Regions from separate parts of the Mus musculus genome. Here all the other regions are linked to region 5. Evidence: chromatin contacts called from public Hi-C and HiChIP or PLAC-seq data. All regions are on one chromosome and are shown on one strand. Each heading gives the region's core, a stretch centred on a gene start, on an enhancer-like site or on the middle of the called end of the contact. The rest is flanking DNA. Distances are from core to core; before and after follow the strand shown.

Evidence for each region. A called contact is a pair of places that touch in the nucleus more often than the background predicts. HiChIP or PLAC-seq counts read pairs in DNA pulled down with a chosen protein or histone mark.
Region 1: an H3K27ac HiChIP or PLAC-seq map of microglia shows a contact between it and region 5, with 6 times the contacts expected there. The contact joins two enhancer-like sites. A contact is called at or near these places in 2 of 15 datasets of contacts at CTCF or cohesin (both in the NIH/3T3 cell line), 2 of 484 Hi-C or Micro-C datasets (the N1E-115 cell line and cardiomyocytes), 3 of 115 datasets of contacts at active chromatin or transcription factors (the NIH/3T3 cell line, embryonic basal ganglia and microglia) and 1 of 9 other capture datasets (embryonic stem cells).
Region 2: a Hi-C map of bone marrow-derived macrophages shows a contact between it and region 5, with 38 read pairs. The contact joins two enhancer-like sites. A contact is called at or near these places in 5 of 15 datasets of contacts at CTCF or cohesin (the NIH/3T3 cell line, embryonic stem cells, large pre-B cells and 1 more), 24 of 484 Hi-C or Micro-C datasets (the C2C12 cell line, the N1E-115 cell line, bone marrow-derived macrophages and 13 more), 10 of 115 datasets of contacts at active chromatin or transcription factors (cardiomyocytes, double positive thymocytes, embryonic basal ganglia and 3 more) and 1 of 9 other capture datasets (embryonic stem cells).
Region 3: a Hi-C map of bone marrow-derived macrophages shows a contact between it and region 5, with 22 read pairs. The contact joins the promoter of Map10 here to the enhancer-like site in region 5. A contact is called at or near these places in 12 of 39 promoter capture datasets (the C10 cell line, the HPC-7 cell line, cranial neural crest and 6 more), 3 of 15 datasets of contacts at CTCF or cohesin (the NIH/3T3 cell line, large pre-B cells and stem cell-derived epiblast-like cells), 3 of 484 Hi-C or Micro-C datasets (bone marrow-derived macrophages, cardiomyocytes and embryonic stem cells), 12 of 115 datasets of contacts at active chromatin or transcription factors (bone marrow-derived macrophages, cardiomyocytes, craniofacial prominence and 5 more) and 2 of 9 other capture datasets (embryonic stem cells and macrophages).
Region 4: a contact with region 5 is called in a Hi-C map of bone marrow-derived macrophages, with 31 read pairs. The contact joins two enhancer-like sites. A contact is called at or near these places in 12 of 39 promoter capture datasets (the 3T3-L1 cell line, the C10 cell line, cranial neural crest and 8 more), 5 of 15 datasets of contacts at CTCF or cohesin (the NIH/3T3 cell line, embryonic stem cells, large pre-B cells and 1 more), 5 of 484 Hi-C or Micro-C datasets (the N1E-115 cell line, bone marrow-derived macrophages, cardiomyocytes and 2 more), 2 of 115 datasets of contacts at active chromatin or transcription factors (the NIH/3T3 cell line and embryonic basal ganglia) and 3 of 9 other capture datasets (adipose tissue, embryonic stem cells and macrophages).
Region 6: a contact with region 5 is called in an H3K27ac HiChIP or PLAC-seq map of microglia, with 6 times the contacts expected there. The contact joins two enhancer-like sites. A contact is called at or near these places in 2 of 15 datasets of contacts at CTCF or cohesin (the NIH/3T3 cell line and large pre-B cells), 2 of 484 Hi-C or Micro-C datasets (the N1E-115 cell line and cardiomyocytes), 4 of 115 datasets of contacts at active chromatin or transcription factors (bone marrow-derived macrophages, embryonic basal ganglia, embryonic stem cells and 1 more) and 1 of 9 other capture datasets (embryonic stem cells).
Region 7: a contact with region 5 is called in a Hi-C map of bone marrow-derived macrophages, with 31 read pairs. The contact joins two enhancer-like sites. A contact is called at or near these places in 1 of 39 promoter capture datasets (hippocampal neurons), 1 of 15 datasets of contacts at CTCF or cohesin (large pre-B cells), 17 of 484 Hi-C or Micro-C datasets (the C10 cell line, the G1E-ER4 cell line, LSK cells and 12 more), 18 of 115 datasets of contacts at active chromatin or transcription factors (bone marrow-derived macrophages, cardiomyocytes, craniofacial prominence and 11 more) and 1 of 9 other capture datasets (embryonic stem cells).

The regions. Positions count from the first base shown.
Region 1 is chr8:125,618,275-125,621,369 of GRCm38.p6, forward strand. No RefSeq gene overlaps it. Among named protein-coding and RNA genes, the nearest start is that of 4930567H12Rik, 35 kb to the left of the region's middle. Within about 2 kb of position 1,422, at least 149 of the 459 cell types and tissues checked have an H3K27ac peak or open chromatin away from gene starts, as enhancers often do. A contact at or near this core is called in the N1E-115 cell line and microglia, where this site is marked.
Region 2 is chr8:125,459,850-125,463,177 of GRCm38.p6, forward strand. The region is part of intron 10 of Sipa1l2 (signal-induced proliferation-associated 1 like 2); the gene reads right to left. Among named protein-coding and RNA genes, the nearest start is that of 4930566D17Rik, 61 kb to the right of the region's middle. Within about 2 kb of position 1,847, at least 97 of the 459 cell types and tissues checked have an H3K27ac peak or open chromatin away from gene starts, as enhancers often do. A contact at or near this core is called in the N1E-115 cell line and bone marrow-derived macrophages, where this site is marked.
Region 3 is chr8:125,667,620-125,671,069 of GRCm38.p6, forward strand. Map10 (microtubule-associated protein 10) reads left to right here and starts at 2,199. Exons shown (of 1, transcript NM_028908.3): 1 at 2,199-3,450. The coding sequence starts at 2,251.
Region 4 is chr8:125,487,519-125,490,766 of GRCm38.p6, forward strand. The region is part of intron 3 of Sipa1l2 (signal-induced proliferation-associated 1 like 2); the gene reads right to left. Among named protein-coding and RNA genes, the nearest start is that of 4930566D17Rik, 33 kb to the right of the region's middle. Within about 2 kb of position 1,488, at least 10 of the 459 cell types and tissues checked have an H3K27ac peak or open chromatin away from gene starts, as enhancers often do. A contact at or near this core is called in the N1E-115 cell line, adipose tissue and bone marrow-derived macrophages, where this site is marked.
Region 5 is chr8:125,182,906-125,186,007 of GRCm38.p6, forward strand. The region is part of intron 9 of Disc1 (disrupted in schizophrenia 1); the gene reads left to right. Among named protein-coding and RNA genes, the nearest start is that of Disc1, 130 kb to the left of the region's middle. Within about 2 kb of position 1,691, at least 30 of the 459 cell types and tissues checked have an H3K27ac peak or open chromatin away from gene starts, as enhancers often do. A contact at or near this core is called in the N1E-115 cell line, adipose tissue, bone marrow-derived macrophages and 2 more, where this site is marked.
Region 6 is chr8:125,598,390-125,601,510 of GRCm38.p6, forward strand. The region is part of intron 2 of 4930567H12Rik (RIKEN cDNA 4930567H12 gene); the gene reads left to right. Among named protein-coding and RNA genes, the nearest start is that of 4930567H12Rik, 15 kb to the left of the region's middle. Within about 2 kb of position 1,847, at least 33 of the 459 cell types and tissues checked have an H3K27ac peak or open chromatin away from gene starts, as enhancers often do. A contact at or near this core is called in bone marrow-derived macrophages and microglia, where this site is marked.
Region 7 is chr8:125,541,631-125,544,921 of GRCm38.p6, forward strand. The region is part of intron 1 of Sipa1l2 (signal-induced proliferation-associated 1 like 2); the gene reads right to left. Among named protein-coding and RNA genes, the nearest start is that of Gm51602, 13 kb to the right of the region's middle. Within about 2 kb of position 1,736, at least 32 of the 459 cell types and tissues checked have an H3K27ac peak or open chromatin away from gene starts, as enhancers often do. A contact at or near this core is called in bone marrow-derived macrophages, cerebral cortex and microglia, where this site is marked.

The sequences.
Region 1 (3,095 bases), core at 172-2,671, 440 kb after region 5:
TCAGCTAGGCCTGTGTCCTAAAGACTGCTCAGCCTTTCCAAGCAAGACCATTAACTGGGGAGCAAGTATTCAGATGTACAAGTCTGTGAGGTTTATTTTACATCTGAACCTGTCACAGATTCTCACCCATTGCTTTCCTGCAAATCCCGTTCAGAAGTCATGGATAACGTGCATCGACATTTAGAGGTCCTGGTTCCTCTCTTTACATAGTTTCTCAGTACTTCCTGTCTTAGGGGTTCTATGGCTATTGTAAACCCCACAATCAAAAGCAACTTAGGGAGGAAAGGGCTTATTTGATCTGATAGCTTGTAGTTGAGGGAAGTCAGGGCAGGAACTCAAAGCAGGAGCCTGGGGACAGGAGCTGAGGCAGAAGTCATGGAAGGGTGCTGCTTACTAGCTTGCTCCCTGAGGCATGCTCAGCCTGCTTTCTTAGCGCATCCAGAACCCAGCCCAGGCATGGCACTGCCCACAGTGAGGTGGTCCCTCTCACATCAATCCACCACAGAAAGAGGAAGGATGTGTGTAGGTCACAGTGGCATCCCACACTTTTGAAAGCGCAGGTGGTCCTCTGACTTATTCGGCTGGTTTATTGGTGGTGGTCTCTCCCTTTCCTAACTCCTTCCCACCCCGCCTCCCAACACACACACACACACACACACACACACACACACAGCGTTCTCTCCGTGCTCAGCCAAGATCCCCTGTGCCTCTGAGATCTGGGATGGTCAACGAAAGAGTTAACATCTATTAAACCAGTCGCCTTAGGAAACTGCTCTGTTTACAGAACAAATGAAACCAGAGCCAATAAATGACTTTGTCGTCCTTGTCCTTGCGTTAGTGTGGGAGCAGAAAGAGAGGCTGAGTCAGAGGCAGGACTTGCGCATGCGCGTGGCGAAGCAAGAGGTCCAGGGCCCGTCTCCCCTATTCATACTCCACCGTGTTTGTTTGTTTGTTTACTTATTTTTGAGGCAGCATCTCTCAGTGAACCTGGAGTGCCCTGATTCAGCTAGGCTGCTTGGTTTGCCAGCCTAAGGAGACTCTCTTTACTGTCTCCCTGGTAGGCAGGATCACAGGTTCCCAACAACACTGTACCTGACCTTTTCTGCAATGCTGGGGATCCAAACTCGGGTTCCCATGGTTGCGGACAAGCATTTTACTGATTGAGCTGCCTCCCCTTAATGGAGTTTTGCTCTGTCCTGCTGTGGCGTCCGAGGGTTTGTTGGGTGGAAACATTTCTCTTGCTCTGTTGAAACCTCCCAAATCGTGATTAGGCAGGTCGTCTCCGGTGTTCAGTAACAGACCTAGATCTGTCAGCCGGGCTGCCAGCCCTCATTTGTAAGCTCTCTGGAAGGAGTACACAATTGTACTCATTTTCTGTCCACTCCCGGGCCAGCTAATGGCTGCTCCTGAGTCACAGCGCATGATTCAGCATTACCTCCTCCTGGGTCTGCAGGAGGAGCTGATGTCTCCTTTTGCAAATGCGCCCCTTCTGGCCCCTGCTGAGCTCATAATCCAATGCATTGCATAAGCAGCTGTGTACAGGGAGCCCTCTTCACTTCCTGGACTCACAGAGCCACCCAGAGACTCACCGGAGTGGCAGGGGCTTCCTGTCTTCCCCTTCATAAGGTTCCCACTTAGATTTCAGCCATAGAACTGGCAAAGTCTCACCTTTCCCCGGCATTGCTGCTGCTTGCTCGCTGTGGCCTCTGTGAGGCTGAAGGCCTAGCCTTGGAGGTTGGGGTGCTGGCTGCTGAGGGCCAGTAGGAATGGCAAGTCAGGAAGGAGCACAGGTCATGGTCTCTGGGTTATGAGTACCTGGCAATCCAAAGGATGTTTCTCACAAAACAAAACACAAACAAAACAGAAATAAACAGCTCCTCAGGGTATACACAAGTCTAACCTGGCCACAGCTAAGTTACCAGGACTGTATCTGTCACAGGTAAGGGACTTTGAATAAAAACATGTCCCTAGAGATGGTCCCTTCAGCCCTGGCAACTGTCACTTGTCACGTGGACTACCACACAGTCTATCTAAAACAGGAGACAGAAATAGAAGAAGTAGGGTCAGAAGGCTAAAGCCAGGATCCAGGTCTGTGCCCAGAAGAGGCAGGTAGCAGGAGAAGGGGACACTGAAAGCCCTGTGCCCCTCGTGCTTGCAGCGTCAGAGCACACACAGCACTGAGCCAATGGAGCGCACATCACAATCCAGCAGGCAGCCAGTGATCTGTGACAGAGACTGCCTAGGAGACCAGCACTGACTTCCTGCTTCTCCTTTATGGGAGGATCTGTCTTGTGTCAGACAACTGACATATGCCCTCCAGGGTTAGCGTGTCTGTGATTGTCCATCTGGCCACAGGTTCAGTCCAGACCAGACAGGCTTGTTGGAGGTGCTTTGAACTACAGTACTATGACTCTGGCTTTCCAGGCAGAAGCCCCATTTTCTCTTCCCACAGGAGATAATGCCATAGACCTTGTGGGTGATGACTGCTACCTCGTGAGTGACCTCTGTGAACCTACACATTCTGCCGCTCACTCTGACCCCACCATTTTCTCTCCTGCTCTAGAAATAATGAAGCAAGGATGCTTTGAATGCTCAGCACTTCCCACAACACTGGCCCTTCTGAGAAACCACTTCTTGACCTTCTGCTGTCTCGTCCTCCTGTCAGCCTTCACCATCATCCGTCTCCTTCCCGGGCCTGACAGCTCCTCATTCTTAGGCTTCCGGCCTCCTGCATGTGGCCGTACTTCCTGCTCTCCCAGCATCCCCATCAGTCGTCCAGAGCCTTAAAGGGTCCTCTGGACTTCAGTAGTCTTTAGAAGTGCTACCAAGTTCTCCTCCAGTTTGGAAGCATGCCCGACAGGCAGGATAGTACCGCAGGCTGCCTTCCGATTCACTTTCATTGTATTCATTATCTGTTACTAGCACACTTAATTCTTGATCTCCAATAGATTTGAGGTAGCTTTCAAAATGAATATAATCCTAGAGAATAGTGTTAGTGGTTGGGTTACTGGTCACTCAAGTGGAAGGGAAGCAAAAAAAAGAGAAGAGTTGGTTGCAAATTCTGACCAGACACACATAAACACACACACACATAC
Region 2 (3,328 bases), core at 597-3,096, 280 kb after region 5:
TGTTAAAACAGAATTTTCTTCCTGTTTCTCATTTCCCATTCTTCCCTCTTCCTGTACTTCAGGGAGTCAGGCGACAGACAAAGGCATGGTGCACGAAGCTTTAATTTTATAGAACACTGTGAGAACAATCAGTTTGGCTCTAGATAACCCATGGAAATCTCTGCTGCCCTGTGTCACATGGAAATGTGGACCCTTGTCAACAAAGCACAAAGAATCACAGGAGCCAGATGTACAGCCTGGAGTTTCATTTCCATTTTTATTGGACATATTTACTAAATTCGCAATGTGTGGCAAGTCATGCATGGCTCTGGAGAGTCATTACTTCTCAGACAGCGGCCTTTGAAGGATGCCTTTCCCCTAAAATGTCACTGACTGAATGCGAGGGTTAGGGGTGGGGCCTGATCTTTGAAAAACAGAAAAAGATCTTTAAATAGAACAAAACCAAAACCCAACAACTTTGTGTGTGTAAATGTGGGTGGGTGGATGCATGTGGGCCACGGTGCCCATATGAAAGTCACAGGACAACCCTGGGTGTCTATTCTCACGGTCCACCTTGAAACGGGGGTCGCTGATGCACAGCAGACTGGCAGGCCCTGAACTTCTGGGGCTTCCTAGCTCTGCCTCCCGTCTTGCCAGAGGAACGCTGGGCTTCCAACCTCCCAGGGCTGCTCTCCTGTGGGCCTAGGGATCTAAACTCAGGTCTGCATACTTCCTGGCAAGCCCTGCACCTACTTAGTAATCTCAGTCAGAAAGACCTTAATCAGGCAGCCCAGGGAGTGGCAGCACTTCCGGCCCAGTAGCCAGAATGAGCCCATTCCTCAGCTCATTTCCATTTGAAGAGTCATCCCCGGTGCTCCGGGTCGCTCCCGAGATGGGCTAGAATTTACTCAAGGGTCCTGGCCCAGCAGGAGATTCCTTAATGAGCTTCCCCCACCAACTCCATCAAGAAACCAAAAGTGGCCCTGGTTTCTTTCAACTGGGAGCAGGGTGGAGGCAGGCAGCTGGACTGTCCTTGAGGCTCAGAAATGACTTCAGAGCAGGCGTGGCTTTTGATTCACACAAACACACCAGCTCCACACAAGACTTCAGTCAACTCTGTAGTGAAGGGTGGAACCAGGCAGGCATCACTGACCTGAGGACAGCCAGAAGTGCCCATTAACCTGAAGGCCCCTCAGGCTGCAGGAGGAAGCAGATGGGTTCTCAAATTATTTCTCACTGATATCCTGTAAGAGTATTACTGAGCTAATCTATCTATCTATCAATCAACCTATCTATCTATCTATGAATGAATGAGGCACTTTCTCATTCAGAGAGGCACAGCACTGAGGTAAGATTCCTTATAATTAGCTAGTTTTGCCGTGTCTGTCACCCTCATAGAACTTGCACAGAGGCCCACTACATAGTAAAAAATCACACAGATGTGTGCACATGCACATAACTGCTCATTTAACTCCTTTCCTTCCTGACAGGCTCTAAGAGCCAATTTATGAAAGAAGATGGAGGTAATTTTCCACACCACAAATCAAATGTGATGTCAGAGCCTCAGGCAAATCCTGTATCCTTAACTATAGGACCATGAAACCAATGTAAGCTGCCCTTAAAGAGAGTTTTCAGTTTTATTTAAAAGGTTTATTATTTATTGGTGTGCATGTGCATGCATACGTAAGCTGGGAAAGCAGCTTGGTACTTGCCTAGCATTCCTGAGGCCTCTAGCAACATGCACACAGGAGCATGTGTGAGACACATACATGAACTCCCTCTTTCTAACATAACAGAGTACTACAGGGCCTGACTGTACTGGGGCATGGCTGGGACACCCAGAGCAGCACTTCCTGCATAGCTAAGAGCTGGTGTGACAGGGCTGCAGGCAGAGGACTTCTGACTACAGCACATACCATTCTCAGGGCCCATCCCCATCAGAAGTGAAAGTGAATCAGGAAGAATGAAAACACTAACTTTAAAAAAGCTCAATGGAGAGTCCTGCTTGATGTGTGCTGGGTTGGTTCCTTCCCCAGAGGTGAGAACAGAGAGAGGGCAGCTGAGCAATGTAAGGAGAAGACTGTGTGCTCTGGGAAGGGCATCAACAAAGGCGAAGTCTCTGAATAAATATCCTGGCTATTTTCAATTGCACTTAAAACAAAGAATTAATTATAGGCAGATCCAGGCAGATAAGAAAGCCTCTTTGGAGGAAAAACATGCTCTTGAGGAAAAGACAGCAGCAAAAACATCCACTCTGTAGTTTTGTTTATTTGTTTTAGCTGAAAAACAATTCAATATTCCTTAGGAAATTCTATTCTTTGAAATCATGTGCTCAAAATACCAGGCATAATGAGAATGTTACTATTTTTATTATCTAACGTTCTTAAAAGCTTCTAGAGTTTCTTACAGAGCAACAGCAGACCAAACCTATATCAGGTCTGGAAACGTTTTCACTCATCTCTGCAGTTGTCTTGTCTCCAGGAGAAACTGAAGACCTGACCCTTGCTGACAGAGGAGGCACACATCTGTATTCCCACCACAGATGCCCTTAAAAGTTGCTGTCAAAGACGTTCACTTACAGGCCACGTCAGCTTCTATTCTAGGAAGGCCGAGAGGAAGCTTAGCTCTTACTCAATTTGACTTTTGTTTTATGAAATAGTTTTTTATCTTCCATTGTGGCTTCTTTATCTTAAGTTTGGCTCATGGGGTCCTGGGACAAGGCGGTAGGGTCTAATGGGCAGAGTCTGGAAATGTGAGGTTATGAGAAACTCCTTGTGAGGGCTTTACAGGAGTCGGACCTTTAACACCAAGAAGGATTTCAGCTCTTTTTAAACCTTTATTTTATAAACCTATTGGCAAATGTAGGAAACATGGCCACTGAAAGACCAGGGGGCTAGGGCTGGAGCTCAAGGGTGGAGTCCACGCCTAGTGTGCACAAGGCCTCTGGTTCTATCCACAGCATCACAAAAACAAACCCACCAGGCTGGGAGCCAGTGCTAAGTAAGTTCAATCTAACAGACTTTACAAACTCTGGCATCTTAACCACCGAGACCAAGATGACACAGAGCGGAGTGGTTTGTTTTCTAAAAGATCCCCATTTAGGGATGAGCTCCCCAAAGGGGCGGCCATTAGAGCCACCTGTGGTTAATTAAGCTGATTTAATTAAAGTGAAAAATTCAGCCATGCTTCAAGTGTGTGGCAGCTGCATGCAGCTTGGGCATGGCACAGATGCGACCAGGCGTGTGCCCCTATGAGGGAGGAGAAAGGAGACCTTTGTGTCCTGAGTCCAGAAGGTAGATACAGCCAATGCACTGTCCTCATAAAAATGTCCCCTTTGATATGACAGGAA
Region 3 (3,450 bases), core at 949-3,448, 490 kb after region 5:
TAAGGTGATATGGGAAGTGGAGACAGGAGAGCCTCCTGGAAGCCTACAGGTCAGCTAGTCAGGAATATGTGGTATTGTATAATCAACAAGAGAAAAGCTCACCTCAACAGGGTAGAAGAAGACCGCAAAAGATATCCTCTGACCTCCAGACATGTGTCGTGAACAGTATGTCAGTACACAGTGACATACAAGTCATCACACACACACACACACACACACATATACACACATACACACACACACACACAATCATAAAGAAAACGATACCAGGAACTTTCATATACTTCTTCACAGATGCAATAATGAAGACTTTGGCTGAGGATGTAACGCGGTGGGTGAGCATGGCCTACCATACTACAAGCTCTAGGTTCCATTCCCAGCATTACCTGAAATTGGGTTGTGGAGGCACACAGACCTGTAAATATAACCCATCTCTGCAGGTTGGGCCAAGCTAGGTTTGGGGGCTGATGCCTGTGATCCTAGCACTGGAGGCTGTGATGGGTGGATCACAAGATCAAACCTGGGTGGCAAAGGAGACCCTGCTGTCTCAAAGACAAACAAACATCAGGCTGATTTTCCTACAGAATAAACTGTTTACTGCTGTAGTGAATTCTACAGAATAAACCTCCAGAGAGGCCCTGAATTTGCCTCTCTGCTGTTGAGTGTTTGATGGTCTTTGTTCCCTGAGCCATGTTTTTGACATGGATGCTGCTAGTTTTCCACACTTAACTAAAGACAGGAAGATCTAACATCTATTGCAGCTTGAACACTTGTTGCTATGCAACCTAACTGATGAGGTTACCAAGAGGACTAAGACCAACAAGAAGCTGGTAAGAACCCAGCATATTTTGGTGCCTGTGGAGGGTGGAGCATCACAGCTGATAGTTGGTCACCTGCTTCCCTCCTTCCCTTGATGGTGTAACTGAGGGAGCCAGGACTATATGACTGCATATGTGTTTTTCTACTCTATCCTTGTGACTGTGCTACCATCCTGACAGTGAGACAGTGACGTGTGTGTGTGTGTGTGTGTGTGTGTGTGTGTGTGTGTGTGTGTGAGAGAGAGAGAGAGAGAGAGAGAGAGAGAAGCACAAGGGTTGTGTCTGCCTCAGAATCACCCACAACATGAGACCAACACAACGTGTCTTTGTGAGCTCTGACTTAGATCAAATAAATAGGAAGGGAGACTCCTGATCTGCGTCTTATATGAGAGACCAGGGTTGGGAATCTTCGAGACACCCTGGAAGTTGTGGAGCTTCTGAACTTGGATCTGAGATGTAAAATCGTAAAATGGGCTGGTGCTAAATTCCTCTGTGCGTAGCTTGTGCACTACAGATCTCCAGTGGCAGACACTACTTTCACTCACCGCTCCTCCCAGACATATGTACCAATGCCATTTGCCTACTAACTGAACCAATCACTTCTTCCGCTCTCATGGCGGTGGTACTGGAGATTGTATGCAGTGAACAAGCACTCTTCCACTGAGCTGCACCTCCAGCCCTGACCCATCATTTTCAATACCTTAGGATAGTACATGATCCCTCTCCCCCGGCCCCTCATATTATATAGTAAAGACCCGAAGCTAGTGGGTTCCCATCCGTAGGGAATTCTGCATCAACTAACATAACAGAGTCTTTTTGAAGACACACCAGGGTGGTCAGATGTCAGGGTGGGAGGTGAGGGCTCTGGTGGGTGTTAGGGTGCACTGTCCCAATACACTGAGAGTTCCCCTACACCTGGGCGATGCAAGGTGGTCACGATGGAAGCTGAGGTCAAACCTCCTGAGGCTTCAAGAAGCCACAAGTCCGGTGAGGGCAGGATGGCCTACTAGTGGTCATTGTGTGAGAGGACAAAGAGAGGAAGGAGCCGGTGACAGAAGCTACAGCCTCTGACAGATGCACAGCAACCACAAAAAAGGTTGACTTGAGCAGTGGTCAGCAGGCTCTGAGGCCTAAATGGGCAGGGCGGCCCATTTACTTCCGGTACGTGATCCCTAAAGACGTAGGACCTGCGGTGATGAAATATAAAATAGAAATTATATTCATTTATATAAAATTTAGAGAGAGTGCTGCTTGAGCGCGTCTACTCCCTCAGCATCACGCAGCTGCTCCGACAAAACCCCATAGGCAAAAGAACTCCCAAGAGCACTCGGGGCCGGAAGTCAAGTCTCGCGAGGGCGCGGCCGGTCACGTGACCCTCGCTCCCGCTTCCGGTTGGCGGAGCGAGCTGGCGGCGTCGCCCGGGGCAACAGCAATGGCGACCACGGCGGCCGGGCGGCTCTTCTCGCTGGAGCTGCTCGTGGACTGGGTGCGGCTGGAGACCGGGCTGTCGCCGTGCGCCGCGAGCCCGGCTGTGGCGTTTCGCCTGCTGGACTTCCCGCCGCTGCTCGTCTTCCCGCCGGCCGCTCCTGGCCCGGAGCCCCAGCGCGGCGCCATCAGCTTCGGGCGCGGCAAGGCCTGCCTACTGCGCCTGCACCCTGCCGCCCTGCGGCGCCCGCGTCTGCGCGCAGCCCTGCTGCAACTGCCCGTGGGCCCGACTTCTGCGCCCGGCCTGGTGGGAGCTTGCGACATCCTGCTGGTCCCCTCCCTGGGCCAGCGAGGTGTATTCGCCCTGCGCGGGCCAGAGGCCGAGCGTGTTGGGGAGCTGGCGCTCTTCTATCGCCTGACCGAACTGGGACGCTTTTCCCCGGGGGTTCCGCAGCTGCGAGGCCCTCTGAGCCCTGCTTGTATCCTGGACTCCGAAGCCCTGGAGGTGTCAGAGCCAAGAACCGAGGAGACCTCGAAGCCATGCACCAAAGGCATCTCTGCCAGATGTCTACAGTGTGTCTCAAATGCACGCCTTCTGGAGGGCTCAGAGCCATGTGCCAAGGATACCAACAGCTGGTCTGCAGGGGACTCAGACGCCTCAGTTGTCCAGAAGTCCTGGGAAGAAGCGGTCTTACACAGTAAGGCTAGCTCTGGGGACATGGCTTCTGCCCCTTGTTCACCCGCTCCCAGTGGGAAAACTGTCAGTTCTGTCAGTCAGGATGTCACAGAACTGGACTTTGAAACCAACACATTTTGCCCTCCTCCACTGTATTACACTCACCTGACTCAGGAAAAGACTCCTTCAGCCAGGGTTGAAATCACTATTGAGCCTCAGAGAAATGAACCTGAGGATCTAGATGACATTTTTCCCGAAACAAAACTCGTAAGTCCTCCCTTAAGGCCAGTGAAACATACAAGAGCTGCAGTGCAGGAGAGCCCTCCTGTGCTTCCAAATCTTCCTCAGACTCAGGGTCCAGGAGAAGCGAACGAAGCTCCGTGTCCTCCTCAGATTGAACAAAGTCCAGTCAATGCTATAAGACAGCTGCCACTATTGAATGCTTTATTGATTGAGCTGTCCTTGCTGTGCAACCAGCCCGTGGCAAGCCCCACCCAGGTGCATCCCCATTTAGCCTGGTTGTACAGAGGT
Region 4 (3,248 bases), core at 238-2,737, 300 kb after region 5:
CACACACACACACACACACACACACACGAAATGCACAACACCCATGTGGTGAGACAGGCACTACTCTAAGTCCTTTGCAGGGTGTCCCTGAATCCTTAGCTCATCTTGAAGACAGCATTGGGTGGGCTAGGAATCACTAATGTTCTCCATCTGGCCCTTTCACAGCCCTGGGTTATTAAGCACGGACTTCCACAGACGGGCACTTCAGCCTTGGCAAAGGGGTAGTTCCTGAGTTCCCAGACACTAAATAGGAACGTGGTGTTGAGGTGGGGTGGATAGTGCAGGATTTCTGTTTATTAGACTGGCTGCTGAACTTAGGATCTTGCGCATGGGAGGCAAGCGTTGCACAAACACCTCCAGCTCCAACCCAGTGTGAAACTCTCTGACTGCAGCATCCTTCATTCTCAGTGCTGCAGAGGAAGGCAAGCACTGGAGAGAAGGGAGCTGGGTGGGGGCTTGTGGGAGATGATGAAGACGTGAACCCAGATAATATGAGGCTCCCCTGGAGCAGCTTAGTTTGGGCAGTGCCACTGCCACCACGAGGGAGCCTCATGCCACTCTCTTGCCCCCTGCTTCTTCCAAGTTGCCTCCACCGCTGAAGAAAGTCAAATGTGTCCTGTCAGATGCCATTTTATATAGGAAGGAGATGGGGAAGGAGAAAGGAAAGGGGAAACTGAAAGACGGAAGAAAAAGTGAGGCAGGGAAGGAGCGAGGGGAGGGGAGCTTGAAGCAAGCACTGTCAACCTGACAAGCTGAAAGACTGACCTGTGGGCACACCTGTGGGGACAGTCTTCATTACAGTAACTGACATAGGAAGAGCCATCTTAATTGTGAGTGGGACCACTCCTGGGCTGGGTAAAATGGAGTGGACATACTGGATACTGGCTCTCACTCATTCCTCTCTGTTTCCTGACTGCTTCAAGCTCCTGCTGTCCAGATTTCCCATTCATGATAGATCCTACTTATCTGTGAGTTAAAATAGACTCTTTCTCCCTAAGGTTGCATTTGTCAGAGTATTTCAACATCGCAGCAGGGAAGAAGCTAAGTGGGCAGAGGGAGAGCATGGAGGAAAGCATGGAGGGAGAGCATGGAGGGAGAGAGAGCATGGAGGGAGGGAGAGCATGGAGGGAGGGAGAGCATGGAGGGAGGGAGAGCATGGAGGGAGGGAGAGCATGGAGGGAGGGAGAGCATGGAGGGAGGGAGAGCATGGAGGGAGGGAGAGCATGGAGGGAGGGAGAGCATGGAGGGAGGGAGAGCAAGGGCTCACAGCTGTTGGCCTCATCCTCTCTGAAACACACCCCTGAGGCTCTGGGGTTAAGCTTGTCTCTACACTTGAATCCTCAGGACTCTAGCCACCAATGTCTGGTCCCTAATGACTCCTGCTCTTAATTATATCTCAAGTAGCCCTGAGGAAGCAGGAGTCTCCTCTACACTGAAGCCTGGCAGCTTTCCTCTGAGGCCACTCCCCCTCAGCTGGGCTTCCCAGGCTTCCTCCCAGTGAGAAACCAGGGCCTTTGGTGCATTTCCTTATTCTGTGGGCTTCACAGGACAGTCTAGAACTCAGATTTCCAGCTACTTCCTAGGTCCTCGGCCTAGCCCCCAGTCAGAAATGAATCCAAGAGTCTTGCACTGCCAGCCAGCACGGCTACATCTCCTTACCATACACTCCAGGGTGTGTACACACAAGCTATTTCTGGGAGCTGATTAACTTATTTCTTTACCAACCTAAATAGTCTGAGAGCATTGCTTCCAAAGCTCTCCAGTGTCTCCATCATCAATCAGAGAGGGCAGAGGTCACTGGAGAGAGGTCTACACAAGTGACAGAAAAGCCAGATTAGAAATCACTTCCTGCAACAGACTCCAAGGCCATTAACAAGTCCAGTGGTGCCATCAGTCAGGGGCAGTAAACTTGGCTCCTCTCATACACACTCTGGAGGTGAGATGGACGCACTTGAGTGGGAGCTGTTAAGCTTTTGCACACTAGGACCTGAGAACCTTTCCTCCTGAAGGCCCAACTCTCCAGCACTCAGCCTGGATGCTAAGCCACTTACAGACTTGATTTCATGTGCCAGCTTCTAGCTATAACAAGTCTTGGGGAGGAAGCATGTTTTGCTGAGGTCATTTTCGAAAGCCAAAAGCAACTAGCTGTCTTCTTCCTTTCCAGAGTTCCTACGTAAGGGAGGGCACGACATGGGGGTGTCAGTCAGAGGTTCTGGGCTTTCCTGTGACAAGGACTGAACTCAAACAGGAGAGCTGGGAACAGGGAAAGGAGCATTCTGGTGACAAAGCCTGTGTCGCACACAGATGGTCAGACAGAGAAAAGTGGAAATAATTTATTCTATACTATATGAAAGATGTCCCGAACAACGGCAGAAGGAAGCCTAACTCTGTACCTGCTCATGTGAGCCACACACATCTGGTCAACTCAGAATTCTTTCAGCAGGGACTTGGGCATATCCAGCCTATGAATTAACGAGGCAAGAGCAGAGAATGGTGGGGAACCCACAGAGTTATCCAGCTACACAGTGCAAGGAGCGACACAGAGGACAACACAGGATGGATGTAACCACAGGACACTTAGTAAGGGGGTAAAGTTTAAATAAAGCTCGATGTCAGAGGGGAGGAAGCATGCCCTTGGTGAGAGCTGTCCAGGTGACGGGTACCGAGGAAGCTGCTCTAAAGCAGAAAGGCCCACGGCAGTGCCTGAAGCCTGGGATGATTTCAACGTCTCCCACAGGCTCATGCTAAACAACGGGTCTGTAGCTGGTGGTGCTACTATGGAGGGCCCTAGAAACTTTACAAGGTAGAACTTTGCCGGAAGAGCAGGTCACTGAAGTTGTGTCACCACAACTGATACCCAATCCCTGACCGTCTGTCTAGCCCTCCCTATGCACTGTAAAATGAAAAAATTCTCTGCACGACATGATCCCATGTCTACCCCAAGAACACAGGGACACTTGGCTATGGCCTGGACTCTCTGCAACCATGTCAGAACAAGTCCTTCCTCCTCCAAAGCTGCCCCTCGAGTGCTGCGTTATTTGGGTCCCAGTGTGTCGTGCGGGACTATTCTCTGAGCCAAACTGCTGCTGTCTTCATAGGACCAGGGGTGCCTGCTTACAAAAGACTGTCACAGCTGGACGTTTGGACTACTGACATCCTGTAAAAGGAATGTCAGGGAGGGTGAGGGCCCCTACAATACCCATCCATCCATCCATCCATCCATCCATCAGCTGTGTGCTAATTCTGCC
Region 5 (3,102 bases), core at 441-2,940:
AGGGGGCATCAGAAACCCTGGAGCTAGAATTATAGGTGGTTGTGAGCTTCCTGATCCGGATACTGAGAACAGAACTCATGTCTTCTGCAAGAGCAGTAGGTGCTCTTCTCTGCTGGGCTGGCTCTCCAGCCCGGAGGGAATGCCTGAGTAACATTCTGTGTATGTGCCCAGTAAGCTTTCCCAGAACTGAGTCTGTGTGACACTCCTTGTCTGCCTCTGAAGCATATTTACTACTCTCAGTCTTCATGTCTGGAAAGACCCCTGAGCACCCTGAGCATACAGGCCAGTTACCGTCTCCACACTGGCTTGTGTCTCTATCACCGTGTAAGGGAAGCTGACAGAGCGAAAAGATCCCAGAGACTCACACAGAAGGGGGTCGATCAAGTCTTTGTCCGGTTATAACTTCCTTTTGAGGCAGGGTCTTTCTCCGTAGTCTTGACTGTCCTAGAGCTTGTTACGTAGGTCAGGCTGGACTCAAACTCACAGAGATTCCCTGCCTCCTGAGTGCTGGGATCAAAGGTGTACACCACCACTGCCCAGACCAAGAATCTTTAGTCCAGTGAGCACTGGGATGTCTTAAAAGAGTAATACTACTAAGGATGATGAATCTTTCAAGAGAAAGTTATCTTTTCACCTAATATATACTTGTGTTGGCATAGCAGTACACAGCTTGGCATGCCTGCCTAGCCCTGCAGGCCACACACACTGAATTTCTGCTTCCTCCTCACAGCTCTGCGTTCCTCAGGCACCTCCCCTTGTGATCCAGTCTCTCTTTTACAAACAGTGCACAGAACCTCTACGGGTGAGGGGCAGCTCTGGGCCAGTGGTCCCTTTGTCCCGAAGTTATATACAGGATCTTCTCAAGATGTGGGCCACTGGAGGGAGATGCCATCTTAGAGGATGGGAAGTCTGACCTGGCTGCTGGCTTCTCAGCCAGATCTTAGAAGAAGAGGCAGGAAGAAGGATGGTAGGAAACTACAAAGAAAAAAAAAAGGGAAGAAAACACAACTCTACCCGAGCTACCGTGCTCTGCACGGACTGGACTCCCCTTGTAACCCGGGTGAAGGATTGTAACTAAGTTGTGATTAAAACCAGGAGTGAGAAGGGTTGTAAATAAGTTGTAATTAGAGCCAGGAGTGAACTCTCAGGAAGGGATCAGGAGCAGCGCCACCCGGACTATGGCCACAAGAGGGCGCTGTGGTGAAGCTCACCAGCCGAGGCTCTCGCTGCTGCTGGGAGCCAGTCACAGAGAAACTCCAAGAGAGGGGCATTCTGGGAGCTCGTCTGTCACCTTGAGAGACTCAATCTTTCTCTTGTAAAACACAGAATAAAGTAACAGATACATCAGCACAGCTGCATGCCTTTTGAGCATCCTCTCCATCCTGGCTCTTGGCTCTGAGCGGTTGTGCCGGGTCCTGTACCCTCTGCGCACCTGCCTTGAGACATCTATCTTCTTAACAGGCTTGATGACAAGGGATATTTTATTTAAACCCTCTTTCAGAACCTTACATTGCTTTTCCACTTGTCTAGTTGGTCGTCAATTGACCTGTCCTTGTGGCAGGAAGTGAAGATTTAAAGAAAGATTGACGAAGATGCCTTTGCGGCTCCTGTTCGGCACAGACTTGGGTCGATGCCTTTGAGGTTCCCTGTACAGAGGACTCTGTACAGTGAGTGGTTGGAGCTGCGTTTAAAAGGTAATAATAGAGGCATGAGCCAGGCACCAAGGAGAAGCTCAAAGCTCCCGTGCCAGCCGCGGGGAACCCCAAACTGATTGCTTTAATTAATTAGGCTGCTGGCAGAGCTGTGGGGCAGGAGGAATTCATCTCCAAGCCTGGTAAAAGGCTGAGGACGCTGGGTCTCAGGCACTCAGCCCTGCAGTTCATGGTTGTTGTTGTTGTTGTGTGACCCACTGGCTGGCTGTTTTCCTCTCCTACAGTGCTGTTAGATTTTCTTAGAAAGTAAGTTACTTATTTGACCTGTGTGTGTGTGTGGGGGGGGGTGTATATATGTAGGGGTTCATGTGACATGGCACATGCATGTGAGCCATCCTGCTGGCCCTAGGAACAAAGATTTTTAAGCCCTCCCAGAGGATGATCATTTCTATTGAAGTAGGAATCCAGGTGAGGCAGCAATGAGAATAGGGGTGTGGCTTAATGTGGGTGTGGCTTAGTGTAGGGGTGTGACCTAATGTGGGTGTGGCTTAGTAAAGACTTGTCTTTGTGGCCATTAACCCTCACATTGCCAACATGGCTTAGACTGTCTTTGGAAGGGGAACAGGAGACTTCAGAATCCACTGTCACAGTCTGTCACTGGGCTTCAGGGAGGGTTCTCCCAGGCCCACCGAGTTCTAAGATCCCTGTATAGGTGGCTGTGATTAAGATGGGACAGACTCAAACTCAAGATGCCACACATCACACATCGTGGGGAGTAGAGCGTTTTGAAGGCAGCCATGTGCCACTGGCTGAGCTCCAGGATGGGCAGAGAAGTGAGTTCCTAAACTCCAGACCCTCTGCCACCCCCTCTACATGGGGCTCCTTCCCTCCTCATAGATCCTTCCACTGCCGGCACCAACGATGACCCCTTTCTATCTTAGTTATATGGTATGTTTCTGTGTGTGTGTGTGTGTGCATGTGTATTTTAGTGTGTGTTCATGTGTGTTTCAGTGTGTGTGTGTGTGTGTGAAGGTGTAGTGTATATATGTATGTGTGTATGTGTGCATGTCTGTCAGTGTGTATGTGAAGATATGTGTATGTGTGTGTGTGGTGTGTGTGTAGTGGTGTGGTATCTGGGGTCATGGGGATGGCAAGCAATGCTCAAATGTTTTAGGTCACCCAATGGCATCTATTCAATAGACACCTTTGCCTGCCACCCTGGTAACCCAAGACCATAGGTTCCATAGCTATCTGGCCCCTAAGCATTCCTGAGCAGATACCAGGGACCCCCTGGTTGTTTTAGATCATGTATCAGGTAACTGTGTGGATAGCAACTGAGCCTTCGCTCACTGAGAGACTCATGAAGTAGCCATTGGCCCAGGCATGGGGGTGTCTTTGTCTAGCAGGTGTTATTGATCTGTTAGCCCATGGGTGAGCTCAGGAAGGCTAT
Region 6 (3,121 bases), core at 597-3,096, 420 kb after region 5:
GGTCACCTTGAAGCAGTTGGTCACTTTGAATCCACAGTCAAGAGCTTAAGGCAATGACTTAATGCAGTACTCTAACACTCTGCTCATTTTTCTCACTCTTGTACAATCCAAGATCCATTCCCAGGAAGTGGGTAGATCTTCCCACCTTAGTTAATGTAACCAGGGCAGTCATCCCACGGACTCTCCCACAGACCAACCCCCATCAAACCTTCCTCTCCAGGAGATGCTAGAGCAGTGGTTCTCAACCTATGGGTCTCGACCCCATTAGGAGGCCCACCGACTCCTATGTAAAATACAGATATTTACACTGTGGTTCCTAACAGTAGCAAAGCTACAGTTACAGAGTAGCAATGAAAATAATCTTTTGGGGGGGGCGGTATGTCACATCTGGAGGAACTGTACTAAAGGACTGCAGCATTAGGAAGGTTGAGAACAGCTGCTGTAGATTTTGTCAAATTGACAACCAAACCATCATATTAGATAACTAAGCTATAATAAGTACATAAACGATAAACAGTGAACAAGGTAGTTCAGACTGTATGGAAAGGAAACAATGAGCTGCACCACGGAGGAGGAAGAATCAACTGAATGATTCCCACTGGAGTTCTAGTTCAAACAAACCCGGCTCCTGGAGAAGCCCGGAGTTTGTGTGTTCAGCTCTGAGTTGCAGGAGACAAGGCTACTGAAAGAAAAATCTATTTCTATGTTAAGTCTTTGAAGAGATTGTCTCAAGTTTCTGAGTTGTTCTTTGAAGTAAAGAAGTAATTAGTTGGAAAGAAGTTAATTTGCACATGTAAAGATTTATCAAAATGCCAGAGCGGGTGTCCCAGTGGGCAGCTGAAGGGCTCCCAAAGGGCTGTGTAGGGCAAGGGTGCCTTTCCTTACAAGGCACACATTCCCACCCATGTTCATCCTCCCCCTCAGGCCCATGGAAAGAACATCCAACGCAAGAAGTGCTTTAGTTCCCATCTGAAAGTCTCTCTCCACAAAAGTACAGCACATTCCCCAGGATGGCTCTTCAGTCACACCAGCTCTCTTCTCTCCATTTGGATATATGTTCTCCATTTCTCTCTTGACTGAGTGCTGACACAGCACCAGCATTGCTGTATAAACAAGTGTCCACAACTGGTCCTCCATGGATACGTCCAAGAAGCACTTGGACACCCCACTCTAGACAGCCGTCCCTCCAGGAGCCATGTGGCATCGATGTTTAGCTTCTGTCTTTTTAAATGACTCTCACCTGAGTGACGGACTGACTTCCAGGAAACCTGGCACCATTTATAAATGACTAGCACACTGGTGTACGCCAGCACACACCCAGTCGGGAGCTGCGCTGCCCAAGGGGCTTACCAGCACATATCCAATCAGGAGCTGCGCTGCCCAAGGGGCTTACCAGCACATATCCAATCAGGAGCTGCGCTGCCCAAAGGGCTTACCAGCACTCATCCAATCAGGAGTTTCGCTGCCTGCTGGGCTTATCATCTGGGTTCTATTTGCTGTCACTCGGAAACTTTCCCTTTCCACTCTCATGTCCATCTCTCTCTTTTTCTATTATTTTCATCCACGTCTTTACTTTCTACTACTGGCCGCTCCCCGATGCCTGTGAGCCATATCACTTGCATCTTATCCCTGTGACAAAATATTATGACCCAGGTAAGGAAGAGCTCATGTTGGCTTAGGGTTCCAGCGGGAGAGCCCATGATATTGGGTTGGGGGATTAGATGGCGACAGGAAGCTACGTCAAGAAGCCAGGCGATCGTGCTGTTAACCACACACACAGAGCAGAGAGAGTGAGCTGAAGTTACAAACTCTCACAGCCTGGCCCCAGTGACACACTTCCTCCAGCCAGGCTCTGCTTCCTAAAGGTCCACAACTTCCCCCAAATAGTGTCACATGATGTCCATAGTCAGAAAGCAGAGAGAGCTGAGAGCTCAGGTCGCTTTCTTGTTTTATTCCGTTTTGGATGCTGACCCACGGATGGTACAACTGTATTTTAGGATAGGTCATCCCACCTCAGCTGCCTAATCTAGATAATCCCTCACAGACATGCATGGAGATTTGTTTCCATGGTGACCCTAAATCCTGTCAAGACAATCAATATTAACCACACGCCCAACTGATTAAAATCCACAGAGCCTGCCAGCCCTCTCCTGAGACATAAGTACTACAAAGTATGGTTTGGACAGTAGCCGACAAGATCACAGCCATTCAACCTTACCACAGAACCCCATGAGGGGCCCCCAATTTCCTTGGTATCGTCTGGTGACCATGAAGGGATCCGCTAGAGTTTCTAATACATACTTGGTGGTCTGAGCAGGGAAGTTACAGAAAGGTCTCTGAAGACAACTGTGGCCATAACTTACGGCTTTAGCAGCAGCCAATCCATACCCAGGGTGAGGCCCAGACAAGATCCAGGTGGCATTGCTCGCTTGCTGTTTCTAGTTATCATTGCTTGGTGGGACCTTGAAAGGGAGAGGCGCAGAGGGGACTCCAACACCAGCTCCCTTGCCACATGATAAGATCAATTCATTTCCTAAGACAGGCTAAGGAGAGGGGGGTTATAAGGCATCTAAAGCATGGTCACTTTGACCCAGATCTTGAAGGAAATGTCTGGGTGTTTGTCTGTACTTCATCTAGGAGCCCGTGGCGGGTGGAGTGGGGGGCTGACAGAGGAAATACAGGAATAGAGTTGAGGAGAAAAAGGAAGTTGTGAAGGCAGGGAGGGAGAAAAGAAGGCAGGCAGACTGACCGCTCAGACTTGCTGCTTCTGAACAGGTTTGCTTTCCTACTGAATGTCATGTTGTCACACTGGGTCTCCTAGAACTAACTAAAACTTCTCCGGTGAGTAGCCAGCCAGCGGGGACTGTTGGTGGACGCACAGGTGGAGACTATCAGTTCAGTCACAGTTCCAGAGCTAGGCACGTTCCAATTCAATTCCAATAACTTTTTCCTTAGAGAATGATCCTTCATTGAGACCATTACAGGGTTTTAAAACAAGCGCTAGTTGTCATCTTGTTGAACAGCCCTTATAGACTTCGGATAACATCCTGGCGAGGCAAGTATTGTTTTGATTTTCAAGCTGTAGAAAGGGCAAGGCAACTCTACCCTGATGGAAATCGCA
Region 7 (3,291 bases), core at 486-2,985, 360 kb after region 5:
GAAAGCTGGTTACTGAACTGCTTCTAGAATGGCCACTCATTCATTCCCACAGTGTGCTGACCAGCAACTGAGCTGGCAAGCAGAGCTCTAGCCAGCATGGCTGATCCGATGGGTGCAAACAGAGAAGAGGTGTGACAAGAGCATGCAAGGCTGAGGGTACAGGACGGCCATATCCAGAACCCTCACAGGAAATCAGAGATGGCCAAGTAGAAATGGGGTAGGAAGGGCAAGTACCAGGATAGAGGCCACAGGAGAAGCAACCTGGGGGCAGGAAGGCGAGAAGTAAGGGAGAAGTAGCAGAGGGGCATGGGTCAGGGGCCACCAGTCTTGGTGATGACAAGAGAGAACTGATTTCAGCCTGAAGAGGTGACAAGACGATGTGGAAGTCATGGCAAGCTGGACACTGCTTTGCATGGTCCAGCAGGAGAGGCTAGTGTGGACTGTACAGGGAAAATGGAGCCTTGAACAAAGTCACACAGAATGCTAGCTAACACTATGCCTTGACCTCTGAAAGCATGGGCAACCTCTGTGCCCTCCATGAAACCTTGACCACAGGGTGTCCACAACAGATGGCTCACACTGTCGCTGTGTGTGGCACTCCTTTAAAGCACAGCTTGCAGCCATCTTGGAGACCCCTGGAGTCCTTTAAGGCATGCGTGCTGCATAATAAACACATAAGTGTGATATGAAATCTCAGTCTAGTCCAGTTGCTGTAACAACAACATGAGACAGCCCAGTTGCTGTAACAGTAGCATGAGATAGCCCGTGCTGGAGGCTGGAAGTCTAAGGACAAAGCCAGAGGCAGAGGGTGGGGGTACCCACTTTCTGGGTCATGAAAGATACATGCTGTTTCCAAGGCCTGAGGTAGAAGAGATCTCCTTCATAGGTTACTAATCCCATGCCCAGGACTCACCCCTCATGCCCCACCTTTGTCTAAGGAGCCACCTCCTAAAACCATCATCTCGGGGAGCTAGGAGTTTAACCTGTGAAGGGACAAGTAAACCAGGCAGAGCTGGCCCAGGCCACAGGACAACTCCACTGCAAGTCTGTCTGACCTAGAATTATCCTGAGCACTCCTAAGACCGTCTACAGAACCAGGCTACTGTCTGGCTAGAGACTAGCCACCCCCAAGAAAAGACCTTCCAACGCCATAAAGCGAAGCCTGTCTGTTTAAATTTAACTCTGTACTTGCTTTATTGTGCAATTTCCTTGATGACCCAAAATCCACCAGCTCTGATCACATTTCTTCCCTTAACAAAAAAAAAAAAAAAATTGATTCTGCTCAGAAACAGGACATTAGGAATGTGCTTTAAGCCCTGGGGTGCAGCAGAAGGGGGTTTCAGACTCAGATTATACACTGTGTAAATTAACAGCAGTGGCTGGGGGGGGGGGAGAGGAGCGGTGTCACACATTACAGCTGACAACTTGTTAGCAAGCTGACTGTTCCACTAGAATGGCTACAGTCTCACAGCAGATTCTGTAGCTGCACCCCCACTCCCACCCTGTCTCCGAGCCTGTGCTGTTATGGGCTCAGTCGGACCAACCACGGAGCATGATCCACTAGCACCTCCCGTACCTGCACCCCTATGCCCTGCACCTCCCTTACCTGCATCCCTATGCCCTATCAGGCTCACCACCCAGGCAGGAGACCCGAGGCTGCACGGTGCTGACAAGCCCCACCTGTAAGAACTGCGAGCGGAACATTTTTAGCATCTGGGGAAGTTGCACTATGTTCTGTATACCGTCCCAAGTATCTGAGGAAACCCACAGCCTGTGGCGTACAACTCCATGTGCTCATCAGGGGAAGCTGCCTGGTTGGTTCTGCACACAGGGCAGAGTTCCCCAGAACCTGGAGACCATCCTTGTACCCTGTCTCCCCACAGCACTGGCCAGAGCTGTGCCAAATACAGTTCTGCCAGCAGCAGGGCCTGGGTCTTCCACTACCAGGATTTCTGCCAGACATCACAAGCTGGAGGCCCACTGCTGGGCAATCCTGCCCTGTTCTGCAAAGGTGCATGCCCAAGAACATTCAACGAGCCACCAGCCAAGCACTTATCTTCCTATGCTAGATAAGAAACCCTTCCCCTGGAGCCCGCTTCAGACTTATCAGATGCTAAACTGCAGGGCAGTACCTCAGTGAGCAGAAAAACAAAAAACTGCTGGGTCTGCTCGCACATATGCAGAGCTCTCCAGACGCTGGGCACAAACCTGTGCCCTGGGAAGGAGAAGTAACACAGTCACATGGACAGCACGGACAGTTACCGTAAGGTAATCAGCAACAGTCGTCTCTTTGCATTCTTGTGCTATATTAAGCAGAATTTGAAAACAATTATAGGATCAACTTTTATAGTTACCTTCCCTAAGAGAGTAGGAAAGTAATATGCCTGGTTTTGTGGGGTTCTGTTTTGAGACAGGATCTCAAAATGTAGCCCTGGTCAGCTGCAATGTTCTATGCAGACCAGGCTAGCCTCAAATTCAGATACACATGCTTCCACCTCTCAAGTTAGAGGATTAAAGGTGTGCATTACCACGTCCTGTACCAAGCCTAATTTTTTTTAAATTTTATTTATTTATTTATTTATTTATTTATTTATTGTTTTTTCAAGGCACGGTTTCTCTGTATAGCCCTGGCTGTCCTGGAACTCACTTTGTAGACCAGGCTGGCCTCGAACTCAGAAATCCGCCTGCCTCTGCCTCCCGAGTGCTGGGATTAAAGGCGTGCGTCCACACCCACACCCTCTTTATAGGACTCCAGTGTCAATCAAAGTACAAGTACACCAAGGTCCACCCTGGGGCGCTAGTGAGTTTATGGATGACATATGGAACAGGGGGTGACCCCAAAGCAATCACAGCACAGGCGCAGGGTGGGAGGGTTGGAGATGGTAAGCTCAGAGACTAACACTCTAAAAACATTCACTTGGCTTGTTTCAGGTAGGAGGATCTCCTGAAGGCAAAATCACCACCCTACCCCCCACCTCCACCCCTGCACATACGTGCACAGTCTCACACGCACAGTCACACACACACACACACACACACACACACAGAGCGATAGAAGAGGGAGCTTCCAGTGCTCTGGGATTCAGGACCTATGATACTGGGGTGACCGACTGAAACAGCTGTCAGAAACTGACATTTGTATTTCTTGTCTATGACTACGTATTTGCATAATTTCATGAGAGATAATATCCTAAGTTAGAGAGCAGACATCTACAGCGTGGCCCTGACACCTCCGAGGGAGAAGGAGGACAGAGAAACCTGCCTTAGAACTAACTGTTCTCCCCACTGAGC